Regions from separate parts of the Mus musculus genome. Here regions 1 and 3 are each linked to region 2. Evidence: chromatin contacts called from public HiChIP or PLAC-seq data. All regions are on one chromosome and are shown on one strand. Each heading gives the region's core, a stretch centred on a gene start, on an enhancer-like site or on the middle of the called end of the contact. The rest is flanking DNA. Distances are from core to core; before and after follow the strand shown.

The links. HiChIP or PLAC-seq counts read pairs in DNA pulled down with a chosen protein or histone mark.
Region 1: a contact with region 2 is called in an H3K27ac HiChIP or PLAC-seq map of microglia, with 7 times the contacts expected there. The contact joins the enhancer-like site here to the promoter of Rccd1 in region 2. A contact is called at or near these places in 7 of 39 promoter capture datasets (the C10 cell line, the HPC-7 cell line, hematopoietic stem and progenitor cells and 3 more), 1 of 484 Hi-C or Micro-C datasets (bone marrow-derived macrophages), 6 of 115 datasets of contacts at active chromatin or transcription factors (bone marrow-derived macrophages, effector CD8 T cells, memory CD8 T cells and 2 more) and 3 of 9 other capture datasets (adipose tissue, liver and pancreatic islet).
Region 3: an H3K4me3 HiChIP or PLAC-seq map of bone marrow-derived macrophages shows a contact between it and region 2, with 8 times the contacts expected there. The contact joins the enhancer-like site here to the promoter of Rccd1 in region 2. A contact is called at or near these places in 19 of 39 promoter capture datasets (the 3T3-L1 cell line, 3T3-L1-derived adipocytes, the C10 cell line and 13 more), 2 of 15 datasets of contacts at CTCF or cohesin (CD8 T cells and the NIH/3T3 cell line), 16 of 484 Hi-C or Micro-C datasets (3T3-L1-derived adipocytes, B cells, the BV-2 cell line and 12 more), 19 of 115 datasets of contacts at active chromatin or transcription factors (CD8 T cells, the HPC-7 cell line, bone marrow-derived macrophages and 10 more) and 4 of 9 other capture datasets (adipose tissue, embryonic stem cells, liver and 1 more).

Annotation. Positions count from the first base shown.
Region 1 is chr7:80,638,303-80,641,919 of GRCm38.p6, reverse strand. The region is part of intron 2 of Crtc3 (CREB regulated transcription coactivator 3); the gene reads left to right. Gm15880 (predicted gene 15880) reads right to left here. Exons shown (of 5, transcript NR_040343.1): 3 at 2,960-3,170; 4 at 2,272-2,358. Among named protein-coding and RNA genes, the nearest start is that of Gm15880, 4.1 kb to the right of the region's middle. Within about 2 kb of position 1,884, at least 103 of the 459 cell types and tissues checked have an H3K27ac peak or open chromatin away from gene starts, as enhancers often do. A contact at or near this core is called in the HPC-7 cell line, bone marrow-derived macrophages, hematopoietic stem and progenitor cells and 4 more, where this site is marked.
Region 2 is chr7:80,323,037-80,326,590 of GRCm38.p6, reverse strand. Rccd1 (RCC1 domain containing 1) reads left to right here and starts at 2,137. Exons shown (of 9, transcript NM_173445.4): 1 at 2,137-2,841. It overlaps Unc45a (unc-45 myosin chaperone A), which reads left to right. Exons shown (of 20, transcript NM_133952.2): 18 at 165-282; 19 at 423-578; 20 at 714-1,299. The coding sequence ends at 971.
Region 3 is chr7:80,581,923-80,585,093 of GRCm38.p6, reverse strand. No RefSeq gene overlaps it. Among named protein-coding and RNA genes, the nearest start is that of Gm42398, 27 kb to the right of the region's middle. Within about 2 kb of position 1,758, at least 113 of the 459 cell types and tissues checked have an H3K27ac peak or open chromatin away from gene starts, as enhancers often do. A contact at or near this core is called in B cells, CD8 T cells, the G1E-ER4 cell line and 14 more, where this site is marked.

The DNA of each region.
Region 1 (3,617 bases), core at 635-3,134, 320 kb before region 2:
ACATAATCCCAGTTTCAGATACTTGAGATATCAGTGACTTAGGTACTGAAAAGTCCATTTGTATTTAGTGACAAGGAAAGGCTGTGGTGCCCTGGGAGTTTCAGTGGAGTGGACAGGGCTGGGAGTTGAGAGCTGAGCAGGGTACTGAGGAGGTGTGGCTGCTCAGACTGCTTGGAGGGAGAATGGTGAATCCTTCTGTCCTGCCCCTCCCCCAGCTTCACGCGTGAGAGCCTTCCTTGGCTGGGCTCATGTGCTCATGGGAAGAGCCAATAGAGGAGAAAGAGGAAGAAGTGTGTGTGTGGGGGGGTGGGGGGTGAGATCCTGGCCCTGTCAAGGGCTTAGAGAAACCGTGGTCTGTGGGGGAAACTACCCCACTGAGGATATGGACAAGTGAAAGATAGCAAAGAAACAGTGTCGCAGTCCCAGCTCTCCAGAGGCTGGAGCAGAAGGATTACTGAAGAAAAAAGAAGACAGGAGGAGGAGCAGCTGTAAACAAAACTGAAGGTGGAATCAGCCCAGGGATTTAGTGAAAGAGTGAGAATGTTTAAAGAGCAAGACCAACAAGGTAGCCCAGCTGTTAAAGGATTGCTGCCATGCCTGATGATTGAGTTCAGTCAGCAGAACACGCATGGTGGAAGGAGAGACCTGAGTCCTGAAAGTGCTCTGACCACTACACGTGGGCTGTGGCATGTGTGCTGCCCTCCACACTACCCTGTCCTACCTTCACATAAAAGTAAATACCTATTTTTAAAAAAGTAACATTAAAAAGCAATTGCTGAGGACATGGACTCAGCTCAGTAGCAGGACCCTGAGTTTAATCCCTAGTATTGAAAAAAAAATTAAAAAATAAAAAGTGGGTTGGAGTAATTCAGTAAACCCAGGAAGACGTGGGTTCAATCCCCGGAACACTCATAAAAGCCAGGTGTGCTGTGCTTGTAATCTGGGCCCTGAAGAGCTGGAGTCACTGGCCAGTCTGCTTAGCAAGTTCCAGAGCAGTGAGAAAGTCTTTCAGAAAAGAGCGGTAATGGACCAGAGGTGCCTCCTCACATGCACACACAGCTGCATCAGTCCATATACATTATAGCCAGCTGTAATGTATACCATGTTACTATCCGTGCTAAAAGAGAAGAGTAGAAGTAAGGTCCGCTCCCACTTGCTGTGCTTACACAGTCGTTCATTGAAGGGCTCATGCAGCCATTACCCTGGCTGTCTATCAGGAAGCAAGAAGGGGAAATGGGATCAGCGGTGTCTCACACTCTCAATCTTTATATTTTTCATTTGTTGAGAGTGTGAATAAATACTTATTTTCTTTTTGAAACAGTGTCTCGTGTAGCTCAGACTGCCTTCAGTTTGCTGTGCAATTGAGGATGACCTTGAACTGTTTTGGGGTCCACCTCCTACCTCTGTGTGCTGGGAGTACAGCTGTGTGACCACCATGCCCTGTTACGGGGTGCTGAGATGGAACCAAGCTTTGTACATGCCAGGCCTGCACTTTACCGCCTGAGCTGTCTTCCCAGCTGTGGACCAGGATTTTCCCAGTTACTCTTGACCCTAAGTGCCCCTGACTTGTCTGTTCAGCAGCTAAGAAACAAACCCTTGCTTTTAGTCTGAGAGAACTTTGCCTTTATTTGACTCTGCCTACTGGGACCAGCATCCTCCGGGAAGCATTTCTGCATCCCTGGGTCAGGGAGGAGGTGTGCATGCCATCTGCTGCACCTGGTCCTCTGCTTCAGCTTCAGCTTCAGCGAATGGGCTTTAAGGTTGGCTTATAGCCCCAGAAAGAAGAGCAAGCCAAGGTTAGCATCCTCATTAAGCTGACACTCACCCTGGCTCTCTCCACAGCCCAGCTATGACACAAACCAGTGACAGTCAGTGCGTCAGCTTGTCACCCCATCACTATTACAAATGATTCCCAGAAACTATAAAACCTCAAATATTCCCCCAAGTAAGCAGAAGTAAGAAACACAGAAAGTCAAAGTGGGGGACAGGGTTCTAGCTTCCTCATTTCATTCCAGTGTTGGAACAAATGGTGAAATGGTTGCACGGATTAGCGCACTTTATATATGTCACACAGGTTAGCACACTTTATATATGTCACACAGGTTAGCACACTTTATATAAGTCACAAGGGTTATAGCACACTTTATATATGTCACAAGGGTTAGCATACTTTATATACGTTACAAGGGTTAGCACACATCATGTTCTTCGTTCCATGCTGATTGTGACTTTCACTTGAAGCATCAGATGAAATAATAATAATAAAATCACCTCAGAGCATTCAGATCCTGGATGAGGGAATAAAGTTCAGGGGCAGAGTCCTTGCCTAAAACTTGTACTGAGACCCTGGTGTCCCCACTGTCACAAAGAAGAGAAAGGAAAACAGCTCATTATATAAACAAAGACATTGAAGTTCCACAAATATACCAGCTCCACTCTCCGCCATTTCTCTGTACCCATTTTCAGTGTAGCAAGCAAAGTAGATGGTCTGCCCCCCGAGGGCTGTGTTAGGGAGGACACCGCGTCAGCACTCAGCTTTCCCTCATGAAAATCCCTGGGTGCTAGATGTTTCAACCCAGACTGGGGGCCTTATACACCACTGTTCTGTGGTCTGGACGGTCACTGCTAGTGAGCCTGTGAGAAGTCAGTGAAGGGTCACTTGTCAGCTTTCCTTACGGTGGCTCAGGAGCTCCTAAAGTCTGTGGGCTGGACTGTGTGACAAGTGAAGCCAGTTGTACTGGGCTCGGTTCTCCCTTCCACGTGGAGGCAGAAGCCGGGGCTTCAGATAGGAGGCAACTCCGTCCAGGTCCTACACGTTTGCCTATTTGGCAAAGATTTCAAACCAATTTAACTCAGCTATAAGTAAGCAACCAGATCCAGTTTTGGTTAAATGGAGAATTCAGGAAAGAGGGAAGGAGGAAAGAAGGAAGGGGAAAAAAAAATTAAAACAGAAACTTACATTCCCAAAAGAATCTGGTTCTCCAGACCTGTTCTCTCTGGGTAGCTTGGTTCCTCGTGGGGACAACTGACTGTAAATCTTTAGCAGCCTGTCATCTGAGCAGATGCCCTCCGGAGACAGGGACTGCTTTGAGGACACTGCAGCTGGGCTAGAAGCTGTTTAACAGAGGACCGCACTCTGAGGATATAGTATATCCTCATGTCCATGGGCCCTGGAGGAGGCAAGATAGCTGATGGTAAGGGTGCTTTGCGTGTGGGTTGGCTGCCCTAAACAGTCATCACAAGTTGTAGTGACTTGTGTGTCTCACGAATCACAAGCAAGCAGCCGGGCGAGGACAGTATCCGATGCTCTTAAACCAAAACAGGATGCGAGGGTTACAGGGTTTTATTTAGCCCAATATCTGTATTTAGAATGATCATGTGCTACATTAGCTGACTGTTCCAGACTGTATTCTTTCCCGACACACGTTTTCTTGGACTTTACTACTTCCTTTGTGAAAGTAAAGACTTGTTTGTTCTTTGTTCATTGTTTTCCCAGTGATGGGATCAAACCCACCGTGCTCGGCGACTGCCCTGCCCATCAGCTGCATATCCTTATTTTGAGTCAGTACTGGGCCAGGGAGGTGGCTCAGTGAGTAAAGGGGCTTCCTGCCAGATCT
Region 2 (3,554 bases), core at 888-3,387:
CAGGCCAGAAGGCTAGAAAGCACTGCAGTTCCTAACCAGCACAGCAGAGTCTTTGGGCATTGCTAGGGGAGCACCTGAGCTCAGGGCTCAGCCACCCGGGATAGGGCGGCACCTATGGATATGGAGACTCTGGTCATACGTGTCCTTCCACCTTCACCCCGCAGGCAGAAGATCCTGAAGGAGAAGGCTGTGCCCATGATTGAGGGCTACATGTTTGAGGAGCATGAGATGATCCGCCGCGCAGCTACCGAGTGCATGTGTAACTTAGCCATGAGCAAAGAGGTGAGCGTTGGTCTGGCCGGTCGCCATGACTGACAGGTGCCGGGGTTGGTCCGGTGGTTGCCATGACAGGTACCAGCAGCCCTGCCCTTCGGCTAGGCTTTGAACCCCGGTAGCATGGTCCTTGCCTCCATCTGTCCCAGGTGCAAGATCTCTTCGAGGCCCAGGGCAATGACCGGCTGAAGCTGCTGGTGCTGTACAGCGGCGAGGATGATGAGCTGCTGCGGAGGGCGGCTGCTGGGGGCCTGGCCATGCTCACCTCCATGCGGCCCGCACTCTGCAGTCGTATCCCTCAAGTGGTGAGTACCTGGTCTGGGCGGGGGAGGCTGAAGGAGCTAGCAGTTCCCTACATGGTGGTATGGCTGTTGTGTCGGGGAGTTCCTAGAGCGTAGATGTGGTTTCTGCCAGTCTTCACATCCGCCCGTTTCCTACAGACCACACACTGGCTGGAGATCTTGCAGGCCCTGCTCCTCAGCCCCAACCAGGAGCTGCAGCACCGGGGCACCGTGGTGGTGCTGAACATGATGCAGTCTTCGAAGGAGATCGCCGGCACCCTGATGGAGAGTGAGGTCCTGGAGATCCTGTCAGTGTTGGCCAAGGGCGAGGAGAGCCCAGTCACCAGGGCTGCCGCAGCCTGCCTGGAGAAAGCAGTGGAATATAGACTCATCCAACCCAACCAGGACGGAGAGTGACGATCGGCCCGGGGCCCACAGCTCACGCATCTGTCACCCTTCACAGCTCTGAGTCAGCACTGGGATGCTCGATACTTGCCTCGCCTCCACAGCTGCCACAGTTGCACTTTGGTGTTCTCAGGACACACAGCATACAGCCCTGCCCTGCCAGCACTCAGGAGGGCCCTGTCTGTACTGTAGAGAGCTGAGGCTGGGGGACGTACATCCCATTCAAGCCTGAGGATTATGGGCATCAAGAAGGAAGGACACAACAGCATCCTCACATGCTGGGAGCATCATCAGAGCCTGCCAGCAGGCTCACCCCGCTAATAAATTCTGTGGAACTAAAGCATCTGTTTGTTGTTGTAGGCGGGGCTGCTGAGGGTGGGACACTCAGGAGCAACAGCTGGACATCAGCAAAGTGTGCTGTAGAGCGCTGTTGCTGTAACAGAAGGAAGCCAGTGGGCCCATGGAGAACCTTTGTAGACAAGGCCTTAATATGGGTAGGACAGGCTGGCTTCAAACTGATAATCCTTTCTCAACCGTTAAGAGTTGTAGGAATTACAAGTGCCAACACCCACGCTGGTTTCTTTCTAAATCCTGGTGAGTTAGCCTAAAGCTTAGGAAGCTGATCAAATTTCAGTGTCTTTTTTTTTTTTTTTTTTTTTGTTTGTTTGTTTGGTTGGTTTTTTCTTTTTCTTTCTTTCTTTTTTTTTTTTTTTTTGGTTTTTTTTCGAGACAGGGTTTCTCTGTATAGCCCTGGCTGTCCTGGAGCTCACTTTGTAGACCAGGCTGGCCTCGAACTCAGAAATCCGCCTGCCTGTGCCTCCCGAATGCTGGGATTAAAGGCGTGCGCCACCACTGCCCAGCTTTTTTTTTTTTTTTTTTTTTCAGTGTCGTTTTTTTATGCTGGTCCTTGGATACATTTGTCATGATATTGTGAGTTTTCTGTGATCTCTACCCAGTCTGTGTTTGGAATTTGGGGTCAGTGTGCGCTTCCCTCGGGGAAAATACATTTTTCTGTAACTCTGCCAGGTTGAAGGAGAAACAGGACTCAAATAGATTCCCTATATGGCTAGGAACACCGGTTTCTTAGAGGCTGGAGTCCAGGCTTGGCACTCATTGGCTCAGTACAAGTAAGTGACAGAGCCTGGGCCAATCAGTGAAGGCACTAGTACTACAGCTTCCTGTTTGGCCCTCAGTCCTGCGCTTGTTCAGTAGTGAACGACCTCCTTCCTTGTTCAAAGGGAATGGAGGGTGTCAGGGCTTGGTCTTCGCCCGCCGTTTCCCTCGGATCGTCAAGAGTATCCATTCATTCAGTGGTTCCAACCGCGTCCACTGCTGTTGGCGCGCACAGGAGACTTCAGCCTACTGCCTGGTGGCAGGTAACCCGGCGCATGTGTGCCGGTCAGGCGCGCCCCAGTGGTGACGTCACCGCTCGTGCCTGCGATTGGCTCCGAAAAGCTGGCGCACCGAATGACCGCGTTGCTTGGCGCGGAGGCCCTTAAAAAGTGCTTTACTCCGCCGGCCATCTGTTCCCCGAGCCATACATTACTATGCGCTGCTCACTTTCAAGGTTTCCTGCTTAAAGGGCTTTCCTGATGAGTTGAGGGTACAGGCTAATGGGAAGATGAAAGATTCCTTTGGTTGGGGATCCAGGAGCTGTAGTCTCAGATCTGACTTAAGAGGCTCGAGAGTGTCTGTAAAATTCTGATCCATTCGAGTGAAGTGGCGTTGCATTTTGAACCGCGCGACTGTCTCCCAATTTCAGCCTGAGCTCCCTGGGACCCATAGTCATCACATTAAGTCAAAGGAAAGGCGCAGCAAAGACTTCTTGAATAAACGACCGAGTAAGGTCCAGTGGAAATTGTCCAAATGCCTCTGAAACCCGGTAAGAGCCAATGGTCATTTTCGTCGTTAAATTCTACTGTGTAAACTAAGCTAGGACTGTTTACACTTAAATTTTGATTTGTATTTATTGCAAACAGTTCTGCTAGGTAGATACAAGCAGTGCTGTCCCCACTCGCCTTGTAAAACTGAAGTTGTGCAATAGGATCCAGGTGCACAGGCACGCCCACCTAGGTCCCAGGTGTTTATTCTTCTTGTTGGGACGAGGCTTATAAATCCATAGGACACGGCTCAGCTCCACACTTGCTGTGTGATTGGGAGTCTAGAGAAAAATGGAGTCAATTTGAATGGAGACTCGGGGTTAAAGTTCTCAAGGCTAAGAGACTGGAGCTGTGGGCCTCAGATCCTAGTGTTGTATCTGATCTCCCACGTACATGCCTCACAGTTCCCTTGTGGTAATAGAAATAAGTTCTGGGTTGCAAAGAAAGAGACCACTGTTAAGGCCTAGATGGAAGGTTAAGGCCTAGGTAACCGTTACCTGGACAGCCTGCCATTATAAAGAAACTTTCTCATGTTTGTGCTGTTCCTAAGGAACTTTCTAATGCTAAGATTGATTATATAGTTATGTTCTGTGCCCTTGAAACCAATCACGATAGAAGTCAGTAGAACGACTTTGTATAGTTACCCTTGGACCCGAAACAACCACCCTGCAGCACTTTCTGCACCTGTGTATAAGCTTTTATAGTGTAAGCTGCC
Region 3 (3,171 bases), core at 509-3,008, 260 kb before region 2:
CTGTGGTCACAGTTGTCACCCCAGTGCTCCAGCTGCTGAGTAAGCCATTCTCTCCACACTCAATCCAGCCTGAGCCCCAGTGGGACACTCAGAAGCCCCCACTCTGGCTCCCTCCTCACCCCTGCTCACCCAGCAGCCCCGTCTACACTCAACAGAGTGGTGCTTTTTTTCCATATTTTCTGCTCATTCTTTGAGAATTTCATACATCTCTGCAGTGGATACTGGTTAAACAACACACCCCATGCCCCCTTCACCTCCTAGACCTCACCGCCACCTCCCTCCCCCCACACCAATTCATCCTTTTATAGCCCATGGGGTTCAGTGAGCACTGTCCTTAGCCACTGGGACACGGGCATCCTAAAGGATCACGTCCACTCAGAGGGACAGATTTTACTTCATCTTTCTGCACCTCTGAAATGAAACAAACACCTTCCATGTCATGATACTGGGTTGTGGGAAGTGAACTTGCACAATTCAAGAATTTAGAATTGTTCCTGGCACCAAGAATTCCATCAGCCGATGTCAGTTTTTTTAAGACCCTGGCTGGCCTGGAGTTCACAGGGATCCTCCTTTGCCTCTGACTCCAGCGCTGGAACTGAAGCCATGCCACACCTGGCAGTCAACATCATTTTTTACAACTATTTGTTACATGAATCTGTCCCTTTGAGGACAATATGTACTGATGCTTAGAGTACTGGGCTTGTACAACACTTGATTTGAAATGCCAAATATTAGCACTGGAGGGTTACTCTAAATGGGCTTCACTGTGCAGCTCTGGAAAGTAAGATTTGCAGTAAGATCTTGGGGCTGTGTCCCCATGTGAACACTAGATGGAGCTGAGGCTGTACGAGTGGTTCTAAGGACAGGGGAAACAACCAAAGAAAGAGAGCCACTTGATCCCCTGGGTCTCTGAAGATTGGCATCAGGAAGGACTGACGCCCACAGTGACAGAAGGCCATCAGCATCCTTAGTGACCACTACCAACGATCAGACACTGCACACCCACGTTCCTTCCAGCAACCTAAAAGAACTGCAGAGAGGCTCAGGGTCACCTATCTGCCAGTGGGCACGCAAGGCCCTGACCCTAAGGAGACTGACTCCACGACCTCCTGCTTTCTGTCTCTGTCCTTGCCATGGCACAGGATTCCCAAGGCTTCAAGCTACATCCTGAAGCCGGGCAAGCTGCTATACACATGGAAGCCGAATGCTTGGGAGGTGGGACAGATGTCCACGGCCAGCCTCAGCTATATGACAAGACTGAAGCCAGCCTGGGCTACATGATACCCTGTCTTAGAAATACATACATATATATACACGTATACATACATACATATATATGGAGAGAGAGAGAGAGAGAGAGAGGTGCTGGAGAGGGAACTCAGTGGTTAAGATCACTGACTGCTCTTCAGAGAACCCAGACTCAATTCCCAGCACCTGCACGGCAGCTCACAACCATTCAAGACTCCAGTTCCAGGGAGCCTATGCCCTTTTCTGGCCTCTGTAGGCACTGGATGCATTTTTTTTAATGTAAAATTTAAAAAAAAAAAAAAGGTGTTTTAAAGGGCTTTACTGGCCTGGGGAAGAAAGTGAAACCCTGAATTGATCTCTACCACTGTCCAGAAAGAAAGAGCCTTGTTTTTATAAATGTGCACATTCATGATCACAGATGCAAAACAGCGCCGAGCCACACCCCTGAGGCTAGGCTTTCAAGTGGTTGGAACCTGGAACTCCTAGAAATCACTGGGGCTGGCTGGTACCCAGGCAGCTTTGGTAGAGAGGTGTGCACCGTGGATGATAGAGAAAGGATCAGCGGTAGGGGAATGCGCCCCAGTAATAGTGTGCTTTTAAGAAAAAAAAATTCTGTTTAACAGAACAAAAGGAAATCTAGATGTGATGGGGAAAGTTACCAAGCCACAAAGAGTCACATGCTTTTTACGTCGCTAATACGTTTTTTCAAAGAACAATACTAAGTGCTTGACTTGTGCTTTTGACAGACTGGGACTGCGGACAGACAGACGGACAGACGGCATCTCCCGAGGACCCGAGTTTAGGAGAGGAAATGAGCTCGTCACCACTTCCGGGCTCCTTCCCCTCCCACATTTTATGAGTTTGAGTTTTCTCATTGTCAAGGCTTGCACTATTTACATCCTGTCCGGTAACCTTCGCTCCCACCATTGTTTGGCCGCTGTTCCGGGTGTGGACTCCGTGCTCTGGCCTGTCCTTGCAGAATGGGCTTCCCACTCCTCATCCCCCACCCATTCCTCCTAAGCCTTTGTCATCAGGGAATCTTTGCCAGAAGGGCTGAGCTAGTCCCAGCCACAGGTGTCTGGATTCTCTGCTGCCAACCTTGAAGGTTTTACAACAGCCTGATTTATGCCTGATGCCTGGGGGAAATTGATAGGGAAAAACAAACAAACAAACAAACAAGAAAAAAAACTACTGTGCTGCTATGCCTCCCAATATAAGTACGGGAGTCCTGACTCGGAGTTGGTGATGGATGGTTGAAGTGTTAGAATTTGGAACTAAAGAAAATAACCGGGCAGTCCTGACTCTGTGTGTGTGTGTGTGTGTGTGTGTGTGTGTGTGTGTGTGTGTGAGAGAGAGAGAGAGAGAGAGAGAGAGAGAGAGAGAGAGAGAGAGAGAGAGAGAGAGATGGTGCTGGAGGCTACTGAGCTGGGAACTGGGAAGTCAGAATTGATTTAGACAGTCCTTGCCTCTGGTTCACATATACCCGTGGGGAAGCAAGACTTCCCCATTGTGATGCACATGCCTGTAGCCTGAGCGCGTTGGAGGTGGAGGCAGGAGGATAGTGAATCTGAGGCTATCCTGGGCTACCTGAGGCTCTGACTCAAAAACAAAAAGGCCAAGAGAAAGAGAAAAATGCATCTCTGGAACTTTCCATTTTCTATTTCTGGGCTGTGATTGCCCACCCCTAACTACAATGGCAACACCATGGATAAAGACAGACTAACTGCTGACAACATGGGTAAGGACAGACTGCTTTTCCCTTGGGAGGGAGCAGGGAGAAAGTTGAATGGTTTTCTGAGTATCAACACGAGCCCCTGAAGTAGGAAATCTTAGCTGCTTCATGAAGCATCTCACAGGAGGGGCCCAAGAGAAGGAGACCCAGGGGCCAGAATCCATGGACACAGCAGCTGTAGGCTAGGCTTT